3 separate regions of the Danio rerio genome follow, and all the other regions are linked to region 1. A link is a contact called in public HiCAR-type and Micro-C data. All regions are on one chromosome and are shown on one strand. The core of a region is the stretch at or near the end of the contact, and the rest is flanking DNA. Distances in the headings are between cores, read along the strand shown. Region 1 holds the start of msh2 (mutS homolog 2 (E. coli)). Region 2 holds the start of rhoq (ras homolog family member Q). Region 3 holds the start of socs5a (suppressor of cytokine signaling 5a).

Region 1 (4,895 bases), core at 1,458-3,957:
ATGACCTCTCTGGACAGAAATTTAAAACATGGAGCAATCGCTCGCTTTTTTAATGCCTGATAAACTTGTTTATTCCCGCCCCTTTTCGCAGCGCCATACAACAGAATTTCGCACACACAAACTCTAGTGTGACCGCAGCTTTATTAGGTAAGTATATAGGCAATTAAGTAGGCAAGTAGGTATGCAAGTAAGTAGGCAAGTAAGTAAAGCTGCGGTCACACAGAACCTTTCTCCCCATAGACTTCCATTTATACTTACACGAATGCGTCAGACCGGAAATGCAAAGTCATGCATCAAGTTTCGCAGGTCGCTGCAGTGCAAAGTTCAAGCTTGGTGAACTCTGACCTGCGAAATCTCATCACTTGACTTGAGATATTAAAGCATGACCTCTCTGGACAGAAATTTAAAACATGGAGCAACCGCTTGCTTTTTTAAATGTCTAATCATCTTGTTTAATCCAGCACATTTTCGCAGAGCCGCACGACAGAATTTGGCACACACAAACTCTAGTGTGATTGCAGCATGCTTTGGTAAGTAAGAAATTAGGCAAGTAGGTAAGTAAATAATTAGGTAAGTAAGTAGGCAAGTAAGTAGGCAAGTAAGATATTAGGTAATTAGGTAAATAATTAGGCAAGTAAGTAGGTAACTAGGCAAGTAAATAGGCAGGTAATAGGTAAATAAGTAGGTAAAGAAGGCAAGTAAGTAATGAAGTAATTAGGTAAGTAGGCAAGTAATTAGGTAAATTATTAGGCAAGTAATTAGGTAAGTAGGCAAGTAATTAGGTAAGTAAGCAAGCCGCTTGGTCAGTTGATGGATAGAGAAAAGTAATTAGCCCAAAGGATCATTTTGACCAATAGATTTATTTTTATTTTACAAAGGTTACATTTATTAACCTTATTTACTTTAAAAAAACATTATTAAAAATGTAAATGCAGTAATAAAATGGTAAAGTATATGTAAAGTAATTTATATTCTTATATACTAATAACTCAATCTATGGTGATGGTATGTTTTTTGATGAAAACCAAGTTTTGAATCTCTTTGAATATTTTTAATTAACAAAAATGGGTAAATGTGGTAATAACGTGGTAAAAGTATTTAAACATTTGACTTTCATGTTTTTTCCACTTTCACTAATAACAGATAAGATCTCACTTTCTCCCTACATACACATACATACATAAACACATATCCAGTGGGGAAATAAGTATTCAACATGTCACCATTTTCATCATCACTCAGAAAACATATTTCTAAAGGTGCCATTGACTTGAAATTTTCACTAGATGTTGATTACCAAAGAAATACATATGAAAAGAAAACAAATCTAATTAGTTTACAAATTAAGTTATGTGTAATAAAACGAAACCTGGAAAAAAAGTATTGAACATATGAAGAAAGGGGGACATAAAAAGGCAGTGAAAGCCCAGACAGCAGCTGAAATCTCTCAGAAGTTATTTAGCAACCATCTGCCCTTTGTCATAGTAAATTAATAACAGCTACTTCAGTCCAACATCTACACAAGCAGAATGATGAAGATTAAACTAGGGTGGACATTTCAGCAAGACAATGATCCAAAACACAGCCAAGAAAAATCTCAAATGGTTTCCAAAAAAAAAAAAAAAAAAAAAGCTGTAGAATGGCTTAATCACCTGACTCGAATCCACTAGAAAACACAAAATAAAGATCAAATTGGATAGACAAAACTGACAGAACCAACAAAATTTTTACACTGTTGAAGTCTGCGAAAAAGAAAAACTATGATTGTTTTATATGACTAATGCTTCCTTAGTAAAGCGACAATAATAGGCCAATCCTTATTTAGGAAAATTGAGAAAGTTGGTTTTATAATCACACATTTAGACTTTTCCCTTTATAATATAACTTCAGAAAAGCATTCTTTGCAAACTCTAAATAGTGAAATCATATTAGCAGCCACTGGCTATCAAATTACAGCATCAATCACAGTCAGTTAAATAGCGCTAACGTTGTGCTGAAGTCATTCTTACATGGGATTTCAGAGCCATTATTTACAGTGGCCTGTCACAAGTTGTCACTGTACCAAAATGAACTAATTTACCAATATAATCACAACTTTAACTCAATTTTATAAAAGAATGGTTAATGAAAGAGGACATTTGATACTGTACCTTGAAAGCGATTTGCCAGTCATGCTCTTTGCTGCTCTTACTGGCGTTCTTGTAAACCTCCACCCGGTATTGTCTAACCAGCAGCAAATCCCTCACAAATGACTCAAAGTTCATCTTACTGAGGACCACACTTTCCAACCTCCTGTTCCCTGAATTAATAATAATAAAAACAACACTTATATAACATACAATAACGTAAATTACGATACTTCACAAAAACACATAAATCTGCACAACTGAAAGAAATAGTTGATGATATCTTTAAAGAGATAATGACTATTGTGTAACAATTTATAAGCGGATCACTAACCTGAACCCAGATTTTTGATGACTCCATTAGTCTTGAAAACCTCTTTAGCTGCAAAAATCGCATCTTTCCCGTGCACAGTATAGTAATCGTTTCTATCAAACACTCGCACCGTGGTGTCTGGTTTGTCGGACATCGAAAAGTAAAAATTGAGGAATCCATGTTCAGACGCGCTGTCCATAGACAGATTCTGTTTAGGTTGCACCGCCATGCTGGAATCTCCCGCCACAGCACAGGCGCGCCGGGAGGGTCAAAGGCAAACGGGGCGGAGCTAAAATGACGACAAACATTGCTATCTTGTTGTAAGCTTGGTTGTAACAGTTATCGTTACTTGCTTGCATAGTTTTTTTTTTAATAATAGCCTATATTTGATGACATAGATTGGGAACAGTTTTGGCTTCTTCGGAAAAAAAAAATTATCTAATAAAGCTGTTGAAGTCTCAATCAAAATCATTCATAATTGCTACCAAAGAAATACCAAACTAGCTAAATTTATTAACAATATCTCCTCTAAATGTCACTTAGTACTCAATATGATGAAACACTTAACCATTTATTTGGGGAGTGTAATAAAGTGTTTTGGGTTGACTTTTCCAATTTCATTAAAAAATTCTTATTTCCAAACTTCTGTATTTCCTCCAAAGTGTTATTCTTTGGTTAGGCCTACTCCCTGAATGTAGATCCTTCTCATTGTAAATTTATTATTAATTTATTGCTTTTTAAAAGCAGAATTTTTACATTCATAAATGTAAATGTACTTTGAAATTTATGTTAATTCTTTAAAAGACTCTAACAACTACATTGCATGTACAACACTTTCTTGGTGTAAATCATTTAAACTTGTTTAATTTGCAGGAATTTTATTTACGCAACCCTCTTTGTCTCCTTGTTCATATTGTATCTTTGTAATGTTCTTCATTGCATTAAAAAATGGCTGTAACAGTTCATTACACAGATTTTAGATAACTTTCATGTAATGCTCTTAATTCATTTATTTTCATACATTTTCATACACAATGTCCTTCATACACAATTTTAATTTATTTAGCCCTTTGTTTTGTTAGACTTTTCTTCTCTTTGCAGTTAATGTAACTTATTAATTGATCTCCTGATTGTGGTTGTATATTTTCATTCATGAATTTTAAAAAAAAAGTTCATTCCACTGTTTGGAGGAACAGACCACATTATTTAAAAAAGACCATTTTGTGCAATCCAGTTGAAGACGGTGGTCTCAATATTCTTGACGTCAGCACTGCTAATTGTGTATTTAAAAAAAAATGGATTAAGAAATACCTGCATTCTAAAGGCAAAATTTGAAGAAGACACCCATGCGAACACGTGGAGAACATGAAACTCCACACAGGAATGCTAACGGACCCAGTTGGGACTCAAACCAGCGACCTTCTTGCTGTGAGGCTACAGTGCTAACCACTGAGCCACCATGACGCTTATTACCATTATATTGGGATAATGTAATAAAATAATTTTACTCAGCCGATAGCTCACATTTGTCACACTAAATGTGGTTAAATCATGCATTAGTACAATTTTTTTTCTAAAAGGTCAACATATTTAACTAATATCATGCCATTTTTTTTTTTTTTTTTTTTTTACATCTGACAGTTTATGTTGACAGTTATGCTACTCTATTTGAGTTATTAATGTTACTATGTAGGCTACAAACACCTCATTCTTGTGGCATCAAATAAAAAAATAAGTAAATAAATGCATGCATATTCTGTACAGCTTTTAAAATTAGAATTGAGATAACATCATCCACATGCTTCCCAGTACTGGTTGCAGTTGGAAGGGGATCTACTGTGTAAAACATATGCTGGATAAGTTGAAGGTTCATTCCGCTGTGGCGACCGCTGATGATTAAAGGGACTAAGCCGAAGGAAAATTAATGAATGTATGGATCATCCACATGCGGATACAAATCTAGCTGAATAGTAGGTTTCTATGTCTGAAGATCCACCGATAAAACTGATTGAAAATAGTTGTTTTGCATGTGTCGGGGTTAATCACAGATCAGCAAGATCACATTTAATGATGGTTATTTGTTTCATTCCCTGGGACAAGATAACCATTCATTCTGTATGAGGCTGTAATTAAACAACTGATCATTTGAGTCCTCGCTCTGAGCTTCAGTCAAACAAAACATTTCTAATGCAATAAAACCTAAGCCATTTCAGTTTTCAGGAGAGCTATCCTTTAGTGACTGTGAAATATTTACAAAAATAAAAAAATAAAAATACATAAATAAAAAATGTATGGGATAATTTATGGAAGTGTTTTGTGCTGGTACCTTGACTGGTAAATATTTGACACTAAAACCACCAGTAGATGGCATCAAGTCCCTGTCTTAAAGGGATAGTTCACCCAAAAATGAAAACTTACTCACTTTTTACTCACATTTAGGTGGTTTCAAACATTTA
Region 2 (4,895 bases), core at 736-3,235, 220 kb after region 1:
GACACCGGCCCTCCAGGGCAAAGTTTGGACACCCCAGGGGTAAAGTGATTGGAGCCCCCAATTCAACCTAGGATGGAAGAGAGGGTTATAAGATTGTTAGTGGGAAGTGAGGAAATAGAAGGAGGGAGGGTGGGTTCGAGAGAATAAGAAGAACAGCACTACAGAGCTGGTCTTCCTTAAATAAGTTTTTAGGGAGTAGCTGATTGGTTAAGGAGACAAAGTGAGGCGTTGTTCCGCTACCAAACCTTTGGTAATTAGTTAACTTTGTATGATCGATTTTTTTATTTTGTCCATACAATATATATATCATCATATTTCACAGTATTATTTGATATAACACACCTGTTGAGTTTGGCAGGGTGATTAAAGAGAATGTTTAACCCAAAATGTAAATGATTTTAAATTTAATCTGTTTTATTGTCTATGAGAGAACCTGCAACACAAGCATCTATTTCCATATAATGAAGTCTATAGGCATGTGCAAGTACTTGACAACCAAACCAACAACTGTGGTGGACTAAATGACATCACCAATTACTAGCCTGGCATGCAAAATACACATTTTAGTAATTTTTAAGATCCAAAACAGGGATAATTTTCACAGCACAAATAATTTTTCACAGAAACACAACAGGAAAGTTGTTTTTGTACCCTTAAGACTGTCCGCTCACCTTTTAGCTTCTTTTGCTGTTCTGCACTAAGTAAGTCACACAGGGACAACCTGAGGGTGAGTAAATGACACAATTTTCTTCTAAATGAACTACCCCTTTAAATCAAATGCATACAATGGGAAAAAGATTGAATGGACCTGAACAGGTCACCGTGTACTTTGCCTGCATCGATCCAGGTACTATTGCTAATGAAAAAGCCTTAGGCCAGTAAGAGAAGAATGATTTAACCCTACCTGACCCGCAGTGTCATAGAGGCCCAGCAGGTACTGTTTCCCCCCAACCGTCACACTCACTGAAAACAAAACCATAAGTTAGTATTTTTATAAAATTTTGATTTAAAACTTAAATGATCCAACTTAATTAAAACTACTATTGTTTGTCATGTGCTCCGAAGAGGTGAAGGAAGAATTTTAATCACTTGGGTAAAAGAAAGATGCAAAACTGTTTTAGTTGTTTGAAATCAATAAAATGGGTTCTCAAAATTGGATAATTTATGATCAGCTGAAAGAGGGATTAAAATTAGTCTTATTTCTAATCAATCAAAAGAGTTGCTTAATATAGATTTATTAAATTCTGATCTAGTGAAAGATGAACGCAAATTGCTTTTGTTTGGATCTTATCAGGAGATGGGTGGTGAATCGTGCCACAGGGATGCTGCTGTGCACCAGTTGCATCCCCAGCCCACAGGTGGTTTCCATTACAGAAATACAGGCGCAACACAAAGCAAGTCACTTCAAGGTCTTGTAAATACCCTTAACTGAATGTTTTACACTGCTAATATAGCCTACACATTGGAATGCCGATTGACGTCCCTTATGTCGTAATAATATCTGGTATATTTACCTGCATAGTGATCAAAGACGGTGGGCACATATTCCTCTGGAAAGGCGTCGTTGGCATAGCTCATCAACAGACAAGTTTTTCCAACGGCGCCGTCACCGACGACCACGCATTTCAACATGATGCTGCCGGTTCCGTTTGCCATGACGAGAATAAAACACTTGAATTCAGCATCTTCAGCTGCTAGACACAGGTATATCCCGCTTTATTAAAGCTCCCTCCAGGCGTCACCAGCGGCAGCAGCAGCAGTGCAGCGCTCGGTGTGCGAAAACAGCTGAAATGCCATTTCCTCCACCCCGCTTCCCAAATTTGGCATTGACTGAGGTTTTCCCCTTCAATACTGGCACACGCCGACAACGTGCCGCTTCCGCGAGAAGGAAGCAAGCGATAAACTTGGCGTTGTCAAGACATGAACCTGAAAGGCGCGTGCTCGACACCATCCGCCCTCTCCTCTGTCCCACTTTCCCTACTTTCCAACCCCAGTCTCACCTCCTCTGACTCTTGAGCTCAACGCGGATTGACTTGCGACATAGGCGGGGTAATAACTCTGATTCAAGGGATCAAGTGTAAAGATTGGTTATCGTTGGGTTGTGTCTGACTCGACCAATACCAGTCTGCATCTTGTGGACCGACTCATTCGGTTACACACCATATTTCAAAAATAGGTTTATGGGCTCTTCTGTAACTGTAAGGCGTGCAGTGAAGAAATAATAAATAAATAAACAAATAAACAAAGAAATAAATAAATATTTTATTTCTCACTGATCCAACTTTATAATGATGCATGCCAAGGCCTAAATTACAGGATGTCCTTTACCTGTGTATAGGCCTAATATATGTATTCATAGAAAAATGTAAATATAAAAAATGTAAATATATATTTTATTAGATATGTAAAATACATACATTTTAACATATGGATGAAAAATGTATATGGATAGGGATTCAAAAGACAGTGGCATATAAGTGCTTTAAAATGACTGTGGAAAATTATCATTTATATCCATTTTCCAACAACATTTGATGGTTGGAATAAATTATTTGCAAATCCATTACTTAATATGCTGTTGTTTGTCAGAAAACGGGCCTTGTCTCTCTATATATCATTTACGTATTCTCTCATTTATCTATTTAAGGATTAAGTCATCGTGACTTAGTCTAAACAATAAATGAATTGGTTTATTTACCAGAAATTCACTATAACACTCTTTCAAAATCAGTTTGTAATCTGTTGCTATGAAGATACAAGAAGTACGAGTCATATTTTTCGTTTCTGCACTTTATAGATGATCCCTAACACCTGATCGCAGTCCAATCAGCTGGAAGCGGGCAGGCTGGTCAGGGATGCGCTGCTGTATCACTTTTGACAGCTACTGCAGGAGTCACGTGACCAAACAATTACCTCATACCTTGCGAGCGCGTGTGTGCGTCTGTGCTCCGTGGATATGGATTTGTGTGGGCGCGCACCAATAAAACGGTGTGGTGCAGACGCGCCCATTCGCTTTGACATGCAGTGTCTGAGCAGATTCTCCTGTCAGAGCAGCTGTATTATCATTATCCATCTAACATTTCAAAATATAAAAATAAATGTCTTGAAGGAAAAAAAAACATAGGCATACAACAATATCGAGCTTTTAAATAAAATCGAGAAATCCATATTTTAACGATTGCCCCATGAGACTCGTTGGTGTTATGCTATTTGTTGCAAATTATCCACAACTGTAAGCTTACTGATTCATATCACAACACTTTCTTTAAAGGCTCTTTATTGGCATTGATTGTTTTATATAGAACCTTTAACATCCAGAACCTTTTTATAATTCAACAAAAGGTTCTCCATAGTGGAAAAATCTAAATAACATGATCTGTAACGTTCTAAATGTCCTTTTATAAATTGTATAAATCCTTGCTAAGTAAAAATGTTAAGTTAACTACATTTATTTTTTATTCTATGAAGAAAATAGAAACTACACTGTAAAACCCTAAGGGTAACTCAAACTATTTGAGGAAAACGATTGCAACAAGCCATTTAAGTTCAAAAACTAATCTATATGAGTACTGTGAACTTACTCCATGTAAGTTGAAGTAATGAGGTATTTAATTAACTCATTACCTTCAAAACTCTTTTGAAATTAGTAGAATAACTTTCAGTTAATTTTGAGTTCACTACACTTATTTCATTTGATAAAGTTGACTTTTGGGTTTTACAGTGTATGAACAGGCATTCAAGAGTAACTCATAAATGCCTTGATAAAAAAAAATGTTCTTCAAGCTATTAAAAAAATGGTTGTTTGAAGAATTTTTGATTTAATGTTATTTTTAGCATCACCATGAAAACACTTTTTTTTTTGTTTCTTCCTGGGACCTTTTTCCATAATACTGAAGTCATGTTACTATATTCCCTATTTTCTAAAAAAAGAAAGAAAGAAAGAAAGACAGAAATAAAGAAAGAAAGTAACAAGTAAAGAAAGAAAGAAAGAAAGAAAGAAAGAAAAAAAACAGAAAGAAAGAAAAGAAAAGAAAATGTCCTAATCCACTAGACTTTCTGTTCTATTTGCTTTTCCATCATTTAAAAAAAAACTAAAACTCTATTAAGACTATTAAGATAATTTTTTTGTAATTATTTAAAAAATGTATTTATATATAAATGCTTTGATCAGGGACGGATTTAACCAATAAGCGAGGTAAGCCGTCGCTTAGGGTCCCAGAAAATCTTAGGATCCCTAATAAATATCTATTTTAATTATACTTAACATTGTTTAACAATCATATTTTGTTTGGTGAGAGTCAAACAAAAGTTTTAACGTAATTAAAGATTGTTTAATATAAAATAAAATGTTCATTTAATCATTTATTTTCTTTTCAGCTTAGTCCCTTTATTAATCTGGGTTTGCCACAGTGGAATGAACCACCAACTTATCCAACATATGTTTTGCGCAGCGGATGCCCTTCCAGTCGCAACACATCACTGGGGAACACCCATACTCTCATTCACACTCATACACTATGGACAATTTACCCTACCTAATTCACCTTTACAAGTCTTTGGACTTGTGGGGGAAAACCGGAGCAGCCGGATGAAACTCACGCAAACACAGGGAGAACATGCAAACTCCACACAGAAATGTCAACTGACCCAGCCAAGGCTCGAACCAGCAACCTTTTTGCTGTGAGGCGATTGTTCTACCCACTATGCCACTGTGATGCCCAATAGTGTAATGCTATGTAATATTAATATTATAAAATAAAATATTATTATTGCATCTGCACTAATTTGTCCACCAGCCCAATAATAGCCAAATTTAAATAAAAATTATAAAATATATCTTTTGTAAACTCATCATTTAAAATACAAAGATTGCACTAAGATACAATGTAGAAAAG
Region 3 (4,895 bases), core at 799-3,298, 140 kb after region 1:
AAAATACTAATGAACTAATATTCATTATTATTGAATACTAATTAAAATAATTTTTTACTTTAGATTTTTCCAACATTTTTCAAAACACTAAGTTTTGCCTATTAGTCACCAAAATACTTTTACAAAATATAATATTTATTTTTATATTTATTATTTAAAATAGAATAATTTTTATGCCCACTTATTCTTTTATATTTTTAATTACGTGAGAGGTGAGAATAAGTGTGTAGTTTCACTTTTACCTGTATATATAGATTGCAATGAATGGTGATGAATCATTATTTTACAAATATTTTGACATTGTTCTCACAAGTAATTTGAGAGAATAATAACGATAACAACAATACAGTAGACGCTTTACCTGCATTCAAAATGCTTATTAAATCACCATTGTAAATGTAATTAGATGCAGACACAAAAATGGGACACTTCATTTTTGCCTATAGGATAAGTATTTGTATATTTTTTTAAATGCCCTAGAGCACACAACTTATTAAAAATAATCTACACAAAAGAGCTGAATTTAAAATATACTCCACGGTCAACCATTTCTATTGTTTCACATGTCAGTTCATGCAGTGCCACAGACTTGCACCTTAAAAAAATCTGGACATACTGAATATGTATAAAAACTTAGCTCAAAAAAAAAGAATCTGCGCGCACTTTACAATAATGTTTGATTAATGCATACTAGCATGAACAACACTTGCACAACATTTATTAATCATAGTTCAGCATTTAGTAATGCTTTATTAAAATCCAAAGATGTCTTTGTTAACAGACCCGTAGTCAGCCTGGTGAAAGGAGTGGTTCTTTATACCTCAAAAAGTGGACCTTTTTGCATTTATTTTACATATTTTCTAATAATTATGAGATTTAAAAACTGCACTGTTGTGACATTTTAAGCACATTTTTTTTGCTAGATTAGTTTATGGTAAACCAAAACATTTAAAGAATTACGATAAAGAAATATGAAAAAAGGCTACTTATTTTTAGGCTACTTTATGATATATCACTAGAGGGAAAACATATCAATCTGCTTTACATTTAAAACTGTGGCCTATTGTCATTTATTAGGCAAATAACACACTGGCCAGCACATTCAACTTTCCTCAGTCTCAGAATCCGGCCATTTGAATAATAAAAAATAAACATAATAAAAATGTAAAGTTTCACAATTTATGATATACTTCACGGCCAAGCCATTTCTATTGTTCCCAATTCAGTTCACAGCCTGTCATGGAATTGCATGTTAGTAGCTACATACAAATAAACTCTTATTGTAAAGTTTGAGCAAATAATAAAAGGGCATTTAGTGAAAAGCATGAGACTTTCGTCATAATTAGTGTAGGCCTTTGCAAAAACAGTGCAGCTACAGCCTAAGTGCAATCCTCCTCAACACAGGCATGGAAAAATTACTGTATTTTTATGGACACCTTAATGATTGCTTCTACACTTAACCTCATATAACAACTACTGAACTACATGTGGATCAGTTGTGCTGAATAAAAAACAGAGGCTCTATGCATTTCTACTTGCTTTCAACCGGCTTCAGGCATTTAGAAAAGGGGCCGACTGGAAAAAAAGAAACAGTTAAAAGGCCATCGAACATGCGCGATAACATAAAATAATCGATGCGCATTCACAACACACGGAGAGATAAACTCACCGATCCTTCTGTCGTGCTCTTTTATTGTTTTTTCGGGTGTCTTCTTTTGTTTGCGAAAAAAAGGCTATCAAGAATAGTCGGGTACATTTTCCCGAGGCTAGACACGGCGCTAGATAAAACAGACGGACGGGAGACGACCGGGAACATAACTGCGATAATCGAAAAGCAAACTGCGCATCGGTTTGTCGATGAAGGCGTAAACATTTGATACTTTGTATTTACATGGCCTACGATCCCCTCATCCCGTTGGCATTTCTTTCCCTGACGGCCGATATGGTCGCCAAGTGCAGCAGCAGCGGAGTCGAGAATCAGGAGAGGTGGTGGCAAAGCTGCTGTTGACTGACATCGGGAAACTCCAATTGCACGAAGCTCTGTGTTCCGGCGGATGCGGATGGGGAATGACTTTGGAAGCGAGCGTCACTTCCTTGCTCAAATTCCAGCTCATGGTGGGACGTTCGAATCAATTTAGTGAGTCGGTTCTTTTAAACAGTCGCTTTAAAAGAATCGGTTCCAAATTTTACATGATGAAACATGTGGGCTCGTTTTCAATTATGATTTAAATAATAACATAATATTATTATTATTAATAATAATAAAATAATAATAATAATAATAATAATAATACGCTTTTAACTGCTTGCTCTACTAAATGGTTGGCCATATGTTGATATTGATGTTTTAAATAATGGGTAACACACAATTGTTGATTTACAAAAATATTATGCTTAATACTATTAAGCAATACTATGCTTCATTTTGGTTTTATTGTTAAAAAATAAATGTTTTATGGCATACTTTTGGCAAAAAATAAAAGATGATTTAGTGTTCAAAAATGTTTTATTTTGATTGTGTTTTTTTTTTAAATAAATTATTCTTACACTTATATTTTCAGATTTTTCATAGTATATATATTAATTCTGGTTCTTCTACCATAAACCTACTTATCAACCATTTAATAGAGGCTGATATTTTAGAAATTATGGGATGTGTGGAAAAAAATGCATGGGATGTGTTAACATTAGAAGTTAAAAAATGCAACCCATTTTTTATTAGTGGGGTAGTAAAAGGGAAATAATATAATAATAATAATAATAATAATAATAATAATAATAATAATAACATATGTATAGCCCATTCAGCTATCTGGTCAAATTAAATGTAAACGTAATTGAGTTTCAAGTGAACAGGTATAGAACATTAACAGCCAAGTTTGCTAATAAAGTATATAAGTTAATCATAACTTGCTTGTATATGAGGAGCATATTATAACATTAACATATTTATGTTGAAGAAAAAGCAATAAATATTGTCAAACACTTAATTTCAGCATATTTTGTTTTAACACTTCGTCATTTTTATCTTTTAGATCTTACCTTTTGCTCTATAAACGTCTCTGTTCACTTTGAATGTGTTCTTATGATTTGCTCATTTTAAGCTTTTAGTGCGAACTGGGCATGCCCGGACACTTTTTTGTGACATGCCTTAGCAATTCATGCCGACAAACGAATCGCTGATGCAGGCTTTGTGAACCAGCTGAGCAGATCTTTAAAAAAGATTCGATTCAAAAGAAAGACTCGTTTAGAATTCGGACTTCAGTAAATCCATCCCAGACAATAGCAGCCTATGACAGCCTCAGGATGGAGATGGTGGTTGACTTGAGTGGAAAGATATAAATATTGTAAATGAACATAATTGACCCAAACTTTTTCATATGATGGACCAAAAACCAAATTTGATTGAGGGTGGTGGGCTGAAGGTAAATATGCCAAACTTTATTAAAGTTGCCACTGGTGATTTCCTAATTTATTTAATATTTAAAAATAACTAGAAAGCATTGTTTTATATTAACTAATGCAGTATGTTTTTACATTTTATAATGAACTTTTTACAATAAAAAAACTCCAATTTATAACAGCATTGTACTCTATGTGTTGAGTGACAGCATTTATATTTTTTAAAATCTGATTCATTTACAGCAGGGGTGCCCAGACTTTTTTATACGAAGGGCCAAAAAACCAAATTTGATTGAGTTTTGTGAGTCGAAGGTAAACATAGTTGCCATGGCTAATGTGCTAATTTATTTAATAATGTTCAAAAATGATTAGAAAACATTGCTTTATATAAACTAATACAGTAGTTTTTAAAATTTATGATGAACTTATTACAGTAAAAACAAAACAATCTCCTTTATAACGGAATTACACTAGTATTAGCCCTGATTTGCTTGCCAATGTCTCCTGCATAGTCCTTTATACTGTAAATGAGTCAACAGCGTTAACATTTAAATCAATTTGAATTATTTACAACATTTAATTGAAACATTTAATTTGAGTTTGCTTTTTTGTAGCTCAGCAATAAAATTATAATAAAAAAAGGACTATGTCAAATTAGAAACAACTATCTCTGTGTTAAAGGCATTTGCCAACATCTCCATCATTCTCCTCTCAGATGGGATGGTGGGCCAAATCAAAGGTTGCTATGGGCCAACTTTGGTCCGTGGGCTCTACTTTGGGCATTTCTGATTTACAGCATTAAAAAAAAAATTATTTTCTGTCTGTTTCAGTTCTGTATCAGAAATAAAACAAATAAAAAAGTTCTGTTAAATAAGAAATGACCATCTCTTTTAAAGGTGATCGCCCCAACCCTCAACATCATTCTCACTTTCTTCTCTTGTGGGATGGGGACTAAATCAAAGATTATCATGGGCCAACTTTGGTGTGCGGGCGCTAGTTTGGACTTCTTTGCTCAAACATGAAGAACCAGTACTGCTTAATTTCACTTAATTACAGCATGTATTGTATTATAACATATTTATTCTTTCATTCATTCATTTTCTTTTCAGCTTAGTCCCTTTATTAACTCAGGGTTGACACAGCGAAATGAACCGCCAACTAATCCAGCACATGTTTTAGGCAGCAGATGCCCTTCTAGCCGCAACCCAACTATGGGAAAGACCCATACACACTCATTGACACAAATATGGACAATTTAGCTTACCGAATTTACCTATATCACACGTCTTTGGACTTGTAGGAGAAACTAGAGCACCCGGAGGAAACCCACACGAACGCAGGGAGAACATGCAAACTCCACACAGAAACGCCACCTGACCCAGCTGTGGCTCGAATCAGCGACCTTCTTGCTGTGAGGCGAACATGCTACCCACTGCGCCACCGTGTCGCCCAATAATATATTCATTTATTCATTCATTCATTTTCTTGTCGGG

Evidence for each region. Hi-C and Micro-C count contacts between places; a contact is called where the count stands out from the background. HiCAR-type assays count read pairs that join an accessible place to other places.
Region 2: a contact with region 1 is called in a Micro-C map of caudal fin, with 7 times the contacts expected there. The contact joins the promoter of rhoq here to the promoter of msh2 in region 1. A contact is called at or near these places in 3 of 18 Hi-C or Micro-C datasets (caudal fin and embryo).
Region 3: a contact with region 1 is called in a HiCAR-type map of caudal fin, with 4 times the contacts expected there. The contact joins the promoter of socs5a here to the promoter of msh2 in region 1. A contact is called at or near these places in 2 of 4 datasets of contacts at active chromatin or transcription factors (caudal fin and gastrula embryo).

What each region holds. Positions count from the first base shown.
Region 1 is chr12:26,709,671-26,714,565 of GRCz12tu, forward strand. It overlaps msh2 (mutS homolog 2 (E. coli)), which reads right to left and starts at 2,708. Exons shown (of 16, transcript NM_213524.1): 1 at 2,461-2,708; 2 at 2,151-2,299. The coding sequence starts at 2,668.
Region 2 is chr12:26,932,769-26,937,663 of GRCz12tu, forward strand. rhoq (ras homolog family member Q) reads right to left here and starts at 1,986. Exons shown (of 5, transcript NM_199818.1): 1 at 1,515-1,986; 2 at 905-963. The coding sequence starts at 1,656.
Region 3 is chr12:26,846,917-26,851,811 of GRCz12tu, forward strand. It overlaps socs5a (suppressor of cytokine signaling 5a), which reads right to left and starts at 2,049. Exons shown (of 2, transcript NM_001113758.2): 1 at 1,670-2,049.